Linked DNA regions of Gossypium hirsutum: region 1 is linked to region 2. A link is a contact called in public Hi-C data. All regions are on one chromosome and are shown on one strand. The core of a region is the stretch at or near the end of the contact, and the rest is flanking DNA. Distances in the headings are between cores, read along the strand shown. Region 1 holds the start of LOC121210944 (ELMO domain-containing protein A). Region 2 has its middle 10 kb from the start of LOC107932613.

Region 1 (4,234 bases), core at 506-3,005, 73 kb before region 2:
TGACGTAAGACACCACACCATTTTCCTTTGCTTTTGATCTTCTCGTGACGATGATATAACCAAGAGAGAATGCCGTGTTTTGCACCCATTGCATCAGCTCTTCACAAGACTCGAACACCTAAAATTTAAATAATTTTGTTAACAAATATTAAATATTATGAAGATAAAAAAATATTAACATCATGATAAATATTATACCTGATCGGTAAAAAATGGTGATGTCGCCATAGAGATCTCATTGCCTTCATTTAAGTTACTTCCGTAAAAATTCGACGTCTTTTGTTGAACACTACAAATTATGATGAAAAAATCAGTAGTTATAAAAATTTAAAACAAATTTTAATTTATACAAGAATTAATAAATAAAAAAGAAAAAAATTAGAAAAATAGATTTTAATAAAGAACAGTTTAGAACAAATTTATAAAAAATAAAATTACAAATAATAGAGTGTAGTGAGAAGGACTTACTTAATTTTGTTAATAATAATATGAGTTTACGTTAGGGTGTTGTTAATGTTCATCAAAATAAACATATATCTATAACTCTGCCTATTTATTGTATTAATTACAAAAAAAAATAAATTTTCCCCTTTTTTAAGATGTTGACTCTAATTTTTGGACTAAATTGATTACACTAATTAATTTAAGATGTTGAAAATGAAGATATTTGGAAAATGTACTAATTACAACAAAATTAATTTTTCCCTTTTTTAAAGATGTTGACTCTAATTTTTGGGACTAAATTGATTACACTAATTAATTTAAAAATGTTGAAAATAAAGATATTTGGAAAATGTACTAATTAATTTTTGGAACACATTAATTTCTTTGGATCACATTAATTTAAGATCTTGACTCTAATTATTGTATTAATAAAAAGACTTATTGAGAAATACATTCATCCAATGAAATGAGAAATGCTGTAATTAATTACACGGAAAAGGAGAATTAGGGTGTTTTTTTAGCACGTTAGAGGTGTTTTTTTAGCCAACCTTTTTTTTTTTGTTTGGTGGGTGAATAAGGAAAATCTTGGATATTAGGGAATTCCTATGTATTAGGCATTTGAACTAAAATCCCTGCCATTGGACTTGAAACGTGGCAAGACCTTTGTGTTGATGCTGTGAAAACAACTTTGTCGGTTGAAATTAAAGTTAGGAAACATTGAATGAAGCTTTCAAAGGTTCTAAAAATTATATAATTATGTAAATATGTGTTTTGTTTATTATATATTTTTTAGAATTTGTATGAAATTTTAAAATTTTTTTATATAATTATAATTTTAAAAAAGATTTTTATAATTTCAATAAATAAATATGAACTTTCAGAATTTTTTAAAATATATATTTTTTATATTTTTAGAATTTAAAAAATTTTTTTTGTCAAAATTATTGTTAAAAATGTTATACAAGCACCAAATTGAATGTTTTAGCTGTCACCATTGAATTAATATGACACCTCACTTTTTTGATAAGACTTAAACAGTTATTAACGAACAAAGGAGTAACCAAAATATTATAAGTCGATAATATCACTAATTAAAATATAATTTTTTATAATTAAATGATTAAAAAGGAAATTTCACCAAAATTGATTGATATATATATTTTTTGTAATTCTTTTCTCCAAATAGGGAGTGAAGATGAAAAATTTTAAAGTGGAAATAGAGTTATGTTATAAAGTTAGTAGGTAGCCAAAGTATAAAAATATATAACACCCCATCCCTCCCGAGTGCTACGATGAAGGCAAGTGATCCGGGAACTTCGTGGCAGAGAGAGAGAGAGAAACAATAAACAACAATAACACTGCATCTATGATGTATCCAAATTCCTTCTCCCAAACATGTTGCCTTTCTTCATCTTCATCTTCTCTCTCTTCTTCCTCCTTTCTCTATCACTTCTTGCCCCACACTTTTGCCCATCTGGCAATCGGGCCCCATTTTCTTCACAACACATGCATTAGCAGTAACAGGTAGACAAACCCTTTCCAGGTAAAATGTTTTTACTCTTTCTTTATTCCTTTTACCTGTGTTTTAATTTGTCATGCATTGCATGTCAATGTTTTCCTCACAAGAGAATATGCTATTGCCTTTTATGACTTTTCTTCCTTTCCTTTCTTTCTTTTGCATTACAATTTAAAACTTTTTATCTTCACTTTGTTCTTTTGGGATGCCATTAAACTTTCTTACATGCAAAAAGGACCTTTGATTGCGCTCTTATTTCTTAATGTTTCTTTTTATCTCAACCCAAAATGTACTCTTCTTTTTCATTTTCTGGGTATCTTTGTGTTTGTGTCATCATTATATTCCTTGACCCCGTCTCTCTTTCAGAGAGATGGAATGATGAGAAAGGTTGAAAGGGATGGAGGCGCATGAGTTTACTGCAATCATTTGTTACCCATTTTTCCAATCCTTTTTGGATTTTTTTTCCCATTTGCGTTAGGTTAAAAGGAATGCAAGGATCTAATATTTTATTTTTGGTTCTCTCATGAGATTAAGGAAGCGTCGACAATGCTTTCCTTCTTGCTCTTCTCTTCACAGAGTAATCCTCCCCCTAGCCCTCCATACTCTTTTTCTGTCTCTGATTTTGATCACTGGTGCTATTACAAGCCTATTAATTAAATATAACTGTTAGCTTAAGCTGTTCTTGTTATCAAGCTTAATTTGGGCTTGCCTCTTGGCAAATCTCATGAATTTGCAATAACCTTTTTTCAAATATATATATATATAAAGCTTGGTTGCTTGCAATCAACAAGGCTATAACTTTAGGAGTATCTATATTCATTGAGTTCCTGCTATTTATATTTAAAAATATTTCTTCCATTTCTGCATTTAGTAATTATGTCTCTTGTTCTGTTTTATGTCAGAATGAATGCATTGCATTATATGATGAATAGTTAAGAGCTTAGTTATATGCATGGGAATCTACAATACACCGTTTAGATTCCAAATTGAACCTTCAACCTTATGAAACAAGTTAATGAATTTGCAGCCTATCATTCTCAGTCTGGACAATGCCACTATTATTTCTATGCAACTAATTGGTATTGACTAGTTTGTCGAAAATTGAAATGTAGGTTGATGAGGATGAAGTTTACTGGAGCCGAAAGAAGGGCGGTGAAGAGTTGGAATGGCCACACAATTCCACTCACCTACTATCACAGTTAGCTCAATGTTTTAGTGAGTAGATTTTCCTAATAAATTCTTTCAGCATTCCAATGTTTTGGCGCTCCAAATTAGGATAGTCTTCATTACCTAGTATGTTTGGTATGCAAGTGTATATTTGTTCAATTCCTACTTTACATTGACATACAATGCTTTCTGAAATCAACATCATTATGTAGCTTAATATGTAGCCAAATGGAGGGAAACATTTGTACAGCTTAACTAGTTAGAATCATCTAATCTTCTGACACTTCATGAGTTGCCTTGAGCTCTTCATATATCACATGAGGTTCCATGATAATGGGTAGAGTTAGCTCTAGACTGACATGTCATTGGCATTTCAAAATACTAGGAGAGCTGAAAACAAAAGTCTTATGAGGTAGAACACAACATAACCTATTGCTAATTCAAATTTGCTAACCTAGAAATTTGCCCCGTTTTTCTAGCTTTCTTTATTATTAGCATTGGTTCTTTATAGGTATATTTTGCTTCTTTTCTCCTTTCCTCTATGCCAAGTCTCAACATCTCCAGTGTAGAGAAACTAAGAGTAAAATTACTCAAAAGGGTGTAACATGCCATGTTTAAGACCATGTCAACTTATTTCAACATTGAAATGCACGTTGCCTCGCAAAATATTCTACAACTCGTTATTTAATATCACTGATCAGTCTTGTATGGTTGCAGCTAATGCTATGGTTGGACCTAAATCATGGCTAGGAGGGCTGTTCAATCGCTTTGGAAACAGGCGCAATGAGAAGTTTCTTGGCTACACTTTGACTCCTATTCAGGTAATTGAGAATGTTAAGTATTAGGACTGATTTTCTAATGTCTTCAAAATCTTATGTTTAATTTTTTTTTCATTATACAATTATTTATTATCCGGTAAGGTTTACGTACACTCTTACAAGACAGTGAATGCAATGTCTTCATGTAACCAACTCCCTACGGTTGACTATAGAACATCAGACTGTTCTTGAGTAGAACCAAACTGGTTTTTGCCATCATTTCTTGAGTATTCATTTTAATGATGTGCATAGAGAATTTGTGGCATTTGTCCTGCACTAATGAAAAATT
Region 2 (4,064 bases), core at 58-2,557:
TATTATAAATTAAAAACTCAATGAGAATAATATGTATACTAATATGTATAAAATATATAAAAAAATATTGTGCAAAATATAAAAATAATAAGATAAAAGAAACCTCAAAATAATTGTACAAATAAAAACAAATAAAATCATTAAAATAAATTAACATATACAAAAATATTAAATGTATTTTAAATTAGCAGATTATACAAATGAAGGACCAAATTAAGATTAAACCTAAAATAAAAGGGATAATTTACAAATAAAATAGTTTAAAAAATACGTGCAAAGCATATAAATGTACAGGGACTAGAACTGGAAATAATCCAAGTCCCAAAACGCTGCACCTTGGAGCGAACTAAAATGAAATAGCATACAAATTTTTAGGGAAAAATTAAAATAAAACACTTGGATGCTAATGGGGGTCTGCTGAGATGCGGCGCAAAAAGTGAGGGATTAATCGTGGAAATTTCCCATTTGACATGCAAATGCACATATCGGGTCTGAGCATGGATCAATACGCGGTCCCCACCCTTAAACACCACCGTTTCAATTTATCTCAAAATTAAAAGCCATTTAATGGCAATTCCCTTTTTTCAAGCTACAAACCGAATGCCCAATTATTAGGGTTTCGGCATAGCAACTCTCTCTTATCTCATTTTCTTTGCAGCCAACCTTTTAACAAATATCTACAGCCTAAAATCAACCTGTTAGAGCCTCATTTTACAGTCGCCGGACCCATCATTCAATTTGACGGTCGACGGTGCACGAGCAGAGATCCGATCTTGCCCACAAAGATCACCCATGGAAATTAGGTAAATTAATCCTTCTCTTTTTCTTCTTTTTAAAAAAAACTCAAATCATACGTTAATCTCTTTAAAAAACAAAATAGAAATTCAAAAGAAACAAACATTCGACCCTCGCCCGAATCTCTATATTTTCGAGATATTTGGGTATTCATCGGTGTCGATTCACATACTAAAAAATCGAACCAAACAAAAAGAAAATAAATCGACCGAAAAGAAAAAAAACTTTGAAATCACCTTTGCTATTTTGATTGCTTTTTCTTTATTCTCTCTGTGTGCGTAAGTATTTGCAGTACAAGTGATGACTTTTTATAGCCTGGCAAAATACAGATTTAAAAATAAAAATCTTTTTCTTTTTCTTTTGCTATTTTTCTATTTTACTGCTTCTCGTGTGTTCTTTTGCAGGGGCAGTTGTACAGAAAAGATGGCCCTGGTGACGTGGAGGAGGCCGTTCGGGGAAACTGCTCGTGGGAGCCGACCTTCTGGCACTGTTCTGGCATATTCCAGAAGCTTCTGGTGTTCACAGCTGCTGAGCTTCTCTTTGGGTCTTGTTGGGCCTCAGGTTTGGGCCATTGAAACTGGGTCTAGGGTTTTAATGGTTGGGTCAGATTCATGTAATTGGGTTAAGTCTAGATTTAAGGAGTTTGGGTTCAATTTAATTTAATCCCAAATATTTGTAACCGGACATTGGACTCCTAAATTTGGATTCTTTATTTGCTTTTTTTTTTATTTTAATTTACTTGGACTTATTTGTTTGGCTTATTTTAATGCTTTAAATAGGCCCGAGCAAAATGGGTTAACTACAAAGAAAGAAGCCAATAAAGATTTTGTGATATTTTCCACTAATACCAAGGCTTCAAAGGCTTTTCATGTTGTCACAGACAGTAGAGTCTATGAGGTGGCATCATGATCAATGAACCGATGATGGATTATTAAGGGATTCTGTTGATTCTTTAGCTTAGAAATCATTTGACAATAAATTTTCAAGCTTTGCAAGTGATCCTCGACATGTGAGGCTTGGGCTAGCATATAATGGATTTAATTCTTATAAAATCATGAGTACTTCGTACAGTACTTGGCCTGTAGCGCTTATTCCTTACAATTTGCCTCTGTGGATTTGTATGAAGCAATTGTAACACCCCAAACCCGGCCTAAACGTTATGGGCGAATCTGGCGATGTCACATAAGAGTGTTTTAACTAAACCATTTTGATTCATAAAACATGTCATTCATTGTATTTTACTTATCGTAAATTATAACGAAAAAGTTGTATTGTTTTGAAAACGTTTCTTTATTGCGGAAGTGTTTGAAACTCAATTGATGATTTATTATCTTGAGAACTCATTTTTTTATTTATGAAAATTCTTAGTTTATTTTAGGAAAACCATAATATTGATGTTTTTTATAATCCACATCCACAGTTCAAAACTCAATTAAAATCCAAAATCACATCAACCCTCAACAAATAATAAATAAACCAAAGTAAAAGTCATAACCAAAATGTATGCGGACGTGGTCACCGTCGAGTCCTCCTCTGCACCGATCCACCTACTACTAGGGATTACCTGAATAGATAAATAAATAAAGGGGTGAGTTTTCGCAACTCAGTGTGTACATCCTCAGAGTATAGCATGCAAGCAAACAGATAACAGAATACAATCATACTTCAGGTCTGGGCCCTAACAGGATCATTATCAGATATAGTCTTAGGGCTTCGGCCTATCTCAGATATAGCATGCAGAACAGATCAGATCAACAGAATATGCCCACCATTCCTGCACACCAACTCTGTCTAACCTAACACACCATGTGGGGATAAAATCGTCCCACCTATCCCTACATACCATATATGGGGATACAATCATCCCATCCATCCCTACACACCATAAGGTACCGCAATGCAGTACATATAATAAGTATCCAGCTTAGCTGCCAGATATCAGGCTCATAAAGCCCTATAGATACTCCCTTCTCTTCATCAAACCCACCTTGATGCAATGCATCATACAAATATGGCATGTTATAATGCAGATAAATGGGTTATACATTTATTTTTCAGAACAGATTAGATAATCATGCCAGGTATAACATGCTAACACATACATCACAGCATTAAGAGTCTAGATAAGGGTTACCGACCCTACGACAGGTCACAGTTGACTCGGGTTACCAGTGCAACCTTACAGAACATTTCCAACAAATTGGGTTCACACGCCTATATTCTCTTCTCGTGTGGGTCCACACGCCCGTGTGGGTCACACGGCCCAAATTAGCCTTGCTCGTATGGATCACACGGCCTGGCCTAGATTCCCACACGCCCGTGTGGGCTCACACACACGTGTGGCCTACACGGGCCATTTGCCTGAGCCTGTGCCTCTCACCTACAAGCCATCACACGCCCGTAACCGTCGTGCCCATGTGGCATGTGCACGACCTAGCTCGTCGATCACATGGTTGTGTCTCGCCACACGGCCTGTCAAAACACCCGTGTGGTGTCGACAGTAGCGTTTCTGGCTTTCACTGAAACATGATTTCAAATCGATTAGAGTACACACCTGGTTTCGATTGAAGCCTAACACAATCCCGAGCACTTTAAGACCTATAATCAGTATATCCTACCTATTAGAACCTCATAAATGAGTCTTTTCACTTAACCCCAAATGAAATATCCACTCAAAGAACGATCAACTTACCTTTGAATGGAAAGTAGCAAACCCGAATCCTTAAAGCATTAATGGCTATTCTTCAACCCCTTGACCCACTCCTATTAAATAGCAGAAACCTCTTACCAGACACTTAACTCAAACAATATTCAAGTCGTGCGAAACGAAAAACTTACCAATGAGTAGAACGTCAATGAATCGCAGAAGCCTGTTCTTACGAAATTAACACGAATGAGAAGAATACAGGGGAAATTTCAGCAAAACAGAAAAGAAAAAGATCGTATTGCATTAGAACGTAACCCAAACCCACATATGACACGTTGCTGTACACTACAAAATCCTTACCAAGCTCAGGCTGTATCAGAACTAGAGCCCGAGTCAAAACTGTCTTGAGCTTTTCAAAGCTCTCCTACTGTGCGTCAGTCCAGGCAAAAGGAACTCATTTACGCAGTAACTTAGTCAACGACGCAGCGATCAAGGAGAACCCTTTCGCAGTAACTTAGTCAACGGCACAGCAATCAAGGAGAACCCTTCTACGAATCATCGATCATATCCTGCCAGTCCCAGAAAACTACGAATCTCAGACACATTCTTCGGCTGTTTCCAA

The links. Hi-C and Micro-C count contacts between places; a contact is called where the count stands out from the background.
Region 1: a Hi-C map of leaf shows a contact between it and region 2, with 2.3 times the contacts expected there. The contact joins the promoter of LOC121210944 here to the enhancer-like site in region 2. A contact is called at or near these places in 14 of 34 Hi-C or Micro-C datasets (anther, leaf, petal and 1 more).

Annotation. Positions count from the first base shown.
Region 1 is chrA12:87,552,119-87,556,352 of Gossypium_hirsutum_v2.1, reverse strand. It overlaps LOC121210944 (ELMO domain-containing protein A), which reads left to right and starts at 1,755. Exons shown (of 10, transcript XM_041082985.1): 1 at 1,755-1,987; 2 at 3,073-3,175; 3 at 3,845-3,948. The coding sequence starts at 3,853.
Region 2 is chrA12:87,478,349-87,482,412 of Gossypium_hirsutum_v2.1, reverse strand. No RefSeq gene overlaps it. Among protein-coding and RNA genes, the nearest start is that of LOC107932613, 10 kb to the left of the region's middle. Within about 2 kb of position 1,307, at least 9 of the 9 cell types and tissues checked have an H3K27ac peak or open chromatin away from gene starts, as enhancers often do. A contact at or near this core is called in leaf, where this site is marked.